Linked DNA regions of Anas platyrhynchos: region 1 is linked to region 2. Evidence: chromatin contacts called from public Hi-C data. All regions are on one chromosome and are shown on one strand. Each heading gives the region's core, a stretch centred on a gene start, on an enhancer-like site or on the middle of the called end of the contact. The rest is flanking DNA. Distances are from core to core; before and after follow the strand shown. Region 1 holds the start of SLCO2B1 (solute carrier organic anion transporter family member 2B1). Region 2 holds the start of LIPT2 (lipoyl(octanoyl) transferase 2).

Evidence for each region. A called contact is a pair of places that touch in the nucleus more often than the background predicts.
Region 1: a contact with region 2 is called in a Hi-C map of skeletal muscle, with 2.3 times the contacts expected there. The contact joins the promoter of SLCO2B1 here to the promoter of LIPT2 in region 2. A contact is called at or near these places in 2 of 8 Hi-C or Micro-C datasets (skeletal muscle and subcutaneous adipose tissue).

What each region holds. Positions count from the first base shown.
Region 1 is chr1:206,253,415-206,256,114 of IASCAAS_PekinDuck_T2T, reverse strand. SLCO2B1 (solute carrier organic anion transporter family member 2B1) reads left to right here and starts at 1,270. Exons shown (of 15, transcript XM_072032950.1): 1 at 1,270-1,428.
Region 2 is chr1:206,109,144-206,111,869 of IASCAAS_PekinDuck_T2T, reverse strand. It overlaps LIPT2 (lipoyl(octanoyl) transferase 2), which reads right to left and starts at 1,360. Exons shown (of 2, transcript XM_072032948.1): 1 at 779-1,360. The coding sequence starts at 1,274. LOC110354133 (a long non-coding RNA gene) reads left to right here and starts at 1,470. Exons shown (of 4, transcript XR_011806608.1): 1 at 1,470-2,320; 2 at 2,367-2,726.

The DNA of each region.
Region 1 (2,700 bases), core at 21-2,520, 140 kb before region 2:
ACGGGCGGCGGATAATCTCTTGCTTTGGAAACATTGAGTCCCTGTGCCCTTTGCGCCCCGTTTCCAGCCTGTGGGACCCCAGAAGGAAATGCCAGGAGGGAAATGTGGTCGTGGGTCTCCTGGCTGCTGCTAAATCACAGCCATGGGCAGGGAAAAATCCACAATGGATTTTCCACCTCTTGGCTCTGGGACCTTGCTGAGGGGGCCGTGGGCACCCAGCAAAATGCTGGTGCAGCATTTTGGGCAAGCAGCAGGAGAAGGGCCAGGCTGGGACATCCAGGGCTCTGAAATCTTTAGAAACATATTTTTTTAGGGTCCGAGATAACTTGTCTGGTGTAAAGCCCCACCACCCGTGCAGTGCCTGATGCAGCAATTCAATCCAAAGGTGCACACAAATGACTTTTGTGAGGACTGTAAGGTGAACATGAAAAAAGTGCGTGCAGGATTAGGGTGCACAATCCACTGCTCGTGGTGTTTTGTGGCATTTAATCCTGAAAATGTCATCTCTGGAGACTGTGGGTTATCAGTATGACACCTTCGATATTAATTGCCCAGACCCAGCATCTCTCAGCAGCCTTGCTTTGCCTTCTCCATCCCATCTGAAGCTCAAAGAAGCCGGTGGCTGCGGCAGGGCTGCCAAACCAGGGCTCCCCTGGACCAAGAGCATCTCCGAGCCTCGGAGGATTTGCCATCACATCTCTGTCCCCAGCCCAGGGTGATGCCAAGGTGGCCAGAGAGGGAATAAACCCCGCAGTGACACCAAGGAGAGGGGATCCCTAATGCCCCCTCGCAGCCGTCCCCATCCCACAACCCAAAACGTGGACACCCCCAGGACAAATCCCCTTTTCTGGGGCTGCCTGTGCATTAATTCCTCGGTTCCTTATCTGAAAATGCAGATTAGTGCAAAAAAAAAAAACGGTGCCGAAAAGTAAATAGCACGGGGTTATAAAAGCTCCCGATCGCAAACCCCTGGGCAGCACCACAGCTTCAAAGGCAGAGGCTGGAATAAGAACATAAATGTAAAAAAAAAATAGAAAAAAAAAAAAAAAAAAAGCTTGCTAAGGATGGGACCCTTGAGAAAGGGGAAAAAAAAAAAAAGCAAACCCAGCTTGCACCATGACCGTGAAGAGTTTGCAAAGCCCTGCATCAGCAAACCACATCGGCGGCTCCGTAATCGCTCGGATTGCAGGAAAAGGAAAATAAAATCCTAGCGAAGGAGACGATTGCAAAAGTTTGGGTTAAAATGTGCTCTGGTTTTTGAGACGGAGCCCAAGCCCCACCTCCACACACCCATCCCCACCTCCGGGCTGGGAAGTAAAAGCACCCAATGGCCGGGGCAGCTGCTGCCAGAGGAAAACTTTTGCTCCCAACCCAGCGGGACGGGACACGGGGACACGGGGACACGGGGACGGGGCGAATCCTACAACTGTGAGTATGGCAGCGGTGGTCGGGCTCTTCTTGCGCCTGCCCCGCGCCTCGCAGGTTGGAGGCTGCGAAGTTCCTCACGCTGCTGCTTTCTTCGCTGCCTTCTTTCGCACGGCTCCTTGAACATGTTCGGTGTTCCTGGGCTGGGTTTGTCTAGTGGGATTAAAAAAAAAAAAAAGGAAAAAAAAAAAAGGAAAAGAAAAGGAAAGGAAAGGAAGGGAAAGAAAAGGAAAGGAAAGGAAGGGAAAGAAAAGAAAAGGAAAGGAAAGGAAGGGAAAGAAAAGGAAAGGAAAGGAAGGGAAAGAAAAGAAAAGAAAAGAAAAAAAGAAAAGAAAAGAAAAGAAAAGAAAAGAAAAGAAAAGAAAAGAAAAGAAAAGAAAAGAAAAGAAAAGAAAAGAAAAGAAAAGAAAAGAAAAGAAAAGAAAAGAAAAGAAAAGAAAAGAAAAGAAAAGAAAAGAAAAAGAGAGAAAGAGAGAGAGAAAGAGAGAGAGAGAAAAAAAGAGAGAGAGAGAGAGAGAAAGAAAGAAAAAAAGAAAGAAAGAAAGAAAGAAAGAAAGAAAGAAAGAAAGAAAGAAAGAAAGAAAGAAAGAAAGAAAGAAAGAAAGAAAGAAAGAAAGAAAGAAAGAAAGAAAGAAAGAAAGAAAGAAAGAAAGAAAGAAAGGAAGGAAGGAAGGAAGAAAGGAAGAAAGAAAGAGGAAAAAGGGGGAAAACAGGAGTGATTGCAAATGTTTTGCATTGCCAGCTCTCCAAGGGCTTTCCGCACATTTTTTTTTTGTTCCCTCTCCGCTCCCACTTATTCAAGCCTCTTTTTCCAGTAAAGCAGCTCCACTTTGCACTTTCTTTGTCCCTAAGGCTTCCCCTTATTTCTTCTCACTTTCCAGGGATTTTCCCTGTCCCCTGTGCTGCCAGGGCTCCTTTCTCTTGCAGCTTTTGCTCCGGTGTTTATGGGAACCCCTCCTCTCACCCCCTATCCTGGCTGAATTTTGGGGAGCACTGCCGGGCAGCCCTGGATCCACGAGAGCTGGTGACAGTGGCGGTGGCACTTGGGGACCTTGCCCAGCCTGGAGCTTCTCCGGTTGGGCATTTTTTGGGAGAGGAACCGCTCTGCACCAATTCAAGGCATGGGTGCCTGCAGACGGGGCACTGGCTGCATCCCTGCTGCTCGTGATGGGCAATTTTGGCTCGTGAGAGGTGCCTGGGGGAAGCCCTGTGGGTCCTGGCTGGATCCCTGCTAAATTTCTATGGGGTAAAACATGTTTTTGGGGTGAAACGTGC
Region 2 (2,726 bases), core at 111-2,610:
CTTGCACCCCCTATTACACCCCTCTTCCTCCCCCCTTGCAGCCCCCATTACCCACCCCATTCTCCCCCCCATTCCCCACCCCATTACACCCCCCCTTCCTCCCCCCTTGCACCCCCCATTCCCCACCCCATTACCCCTCCATTCCCCCCCATTCCCCACCCCCCTTGCCCACCCCATTAAACCTCCATTGCCCACCCCATTACACCCCCATTCCCCCCCCTGCACACTCCATTACACACTCCATTACACACCCCTTGCACTCCCCCTTGCACCCCCCTTCCCCCCCCATTCCCCCTCCTTCCCCACCCCCCATTGCCCACCTTATTACCCACCCCCCTTGCACACCCCATTCCCCACCCCATTACCCCCCCAATTCCCCACCCCCCCACCACCCCCTACCCCATTACCCACCCCCTTCTCCATCCCCTTCCCCCTCCATTCCCCACCCCACTGCCCACCCCTTTGCACCCCCCTTGCACACCCCATTACACCCCCATTCCCCCCCTTGCACACTCCATTACACCCCCCTTCCCTCCCCATTCCCCGCCCCATTCCCCCCCCCGTTGCACTCCATCCCCCCCCATTCGCCCCCCCATTCCCCCCCCATTCCCCACCCCCTTCCCCACCCCATTACCCCCCAATTCCCCACCCCCCCACCTCATTCCCCACCCACTCCCCCCCCATCCCTCTCCCATCCCCCCCACCACCCCCCCACCCCCTTTCCCACCCCATTCCCCACCCCAATTCCCCCCCCACCCCATTCCCCCCCCCTCCTCACCTATAGCCGCCACCTTCCCGTCCCCCACCCAGACTCCGGTGAGCGGGGGGGGCCTGGATCTCGCTGCGGGCACCCCGAGGCGGCGACAAAGCCTCACCCCCACCTCCTCCAACCCCCCCACGAACCCCCTCAACCCCAATTTCCGAGCCCTCAGATCCAAAACCACCAAAGCCAGCAGCTGCCCGGGCCCGTGATATGTAACGTGCCCCCCCCGCCTCACCGCCTCCAACCCCGCTCCTTTCTCCCTTAATTTAGCCGCCAGCTCCCCCCCGGGGGCTCCCCTCAGCCCCCAGGCGTACACGGGCCCGGCCGGTTCGCTCAGCACCAAGCTCTCGGCCGGCCAAAGCTGGGGGGGGGCTATGGGGCGGTTTTGGGGGGGGGCCGCAGCCTTTAGGGCCGCCGCCCGGGCCGCCCCCACGCAGCGCTCCTGGACCCGCAGAGCCAAGGAGTAGGGCACGGGGCCCAGCAGCAGCACCCGCACGGCGCCCCCCGGCATGGCGAGGGGGTGGGTTTGGGGTTTTGGGGGGGTTTTGGGGGGGTTTAGGGTGGGTTTGGGGTGTGGAGGCCGCGGTAGGCCGCGCGGGGAGGAGCTGAGCGCGGCGGGGAGGGGAATGGGGACGGGGCGGGGAATGGGGATGGGCGTGGGGAGAAGGGGTAGGAATAGGGACAGGGGAGGGACAGGGGGACAAGGGAGGGATATGGGGAAGGGAATGGATGTGGGGACAGGGGACGAGGGACAAGGGATAAGGAAGGGACAGGAATAGGGACAGGAAACAGACATGGGGACAAGGGACGGACGTGGGGACAGGGGACAGGAATGGGGACAGGGGACAGACAAGGGGACATGAAGAGGGGACAGGTATATAGGGACAGGGAACAGACCTGGGGACAGGGGACAGATATATGGGAACATGAGGAGGGGATGGGTATATGGGGACAGGGAACAGACATGGGGACAGGGCACAGGGACAAGGGACAGGCATGGGGATAGGGGATGGACATGAGGACATGAAGAGGGGATGGGTATATGGGGACAGGGAACAGATGTGGGGACAGGGGATGGACATAGGGACAGGGGACTGGCAGGGGGACAGGAAGAGAGGACGGGTATATGGGGACAGGGGACAGACATGGGGACAGGAGACAGACATGGGGACATGAAAAAGGGACAGGTATATAGGGACAGGGAAAAGACGTGGGGACACGGGATGGACATGGGGACGGGGCAGGGGATGGGTATATGGGGACAGGGGACAGACACGGGGACAGGAGACAGATGTGGGGACAGGGGACGGACATGGGGAAATAAAAAGGGGACAAGGGACAGACTAGGGGACAGGGGACAGGCAGGGGGACAGGGAACCAGGAATAGGGGGTGAGGATAGGGGATAGGAGACAGGTATATGGGGACAGGGAACAGACATGGGGACAGGGGACAGACGTGGGGACAGGGGACAGGTATATGGGGACAGGGAATGGACATGGGGTCAAGGGACAGATATGGGGACAGGGGACAGACAAGGGGACATGAAGAGGGGACAGGTATATGGGGACAGGGGACAGATGTGGGGACATGAAGAGGGGACAGGTATATGGGGACAGGGGACAGATGTGGGGACAGGGGACAAACATGGAGACAGGGGACAGACTTGGGGACAGGGGATGGATATGGGGACAGGGGACAAGGAAGGGACAGGAATAGGGACAGGAAACAGACATGGGGCAGGGGACAGGCAGGTGGACAGGGGACAGATGTGGGGACATGAAGAGGGGACAGGTATATAGGGACAGGAGACAGATGTGGGGACAGGGGACAAACATGGAGACAGGGGACAGACTTGGGGACATGAACAGGGAACATGTATATGGGGACAGGGGACAGACATGGGGACATGAAAAGGGGACAGGTATATAGGGACAGGGAATAGACGTGGGGACAGGGGATGGA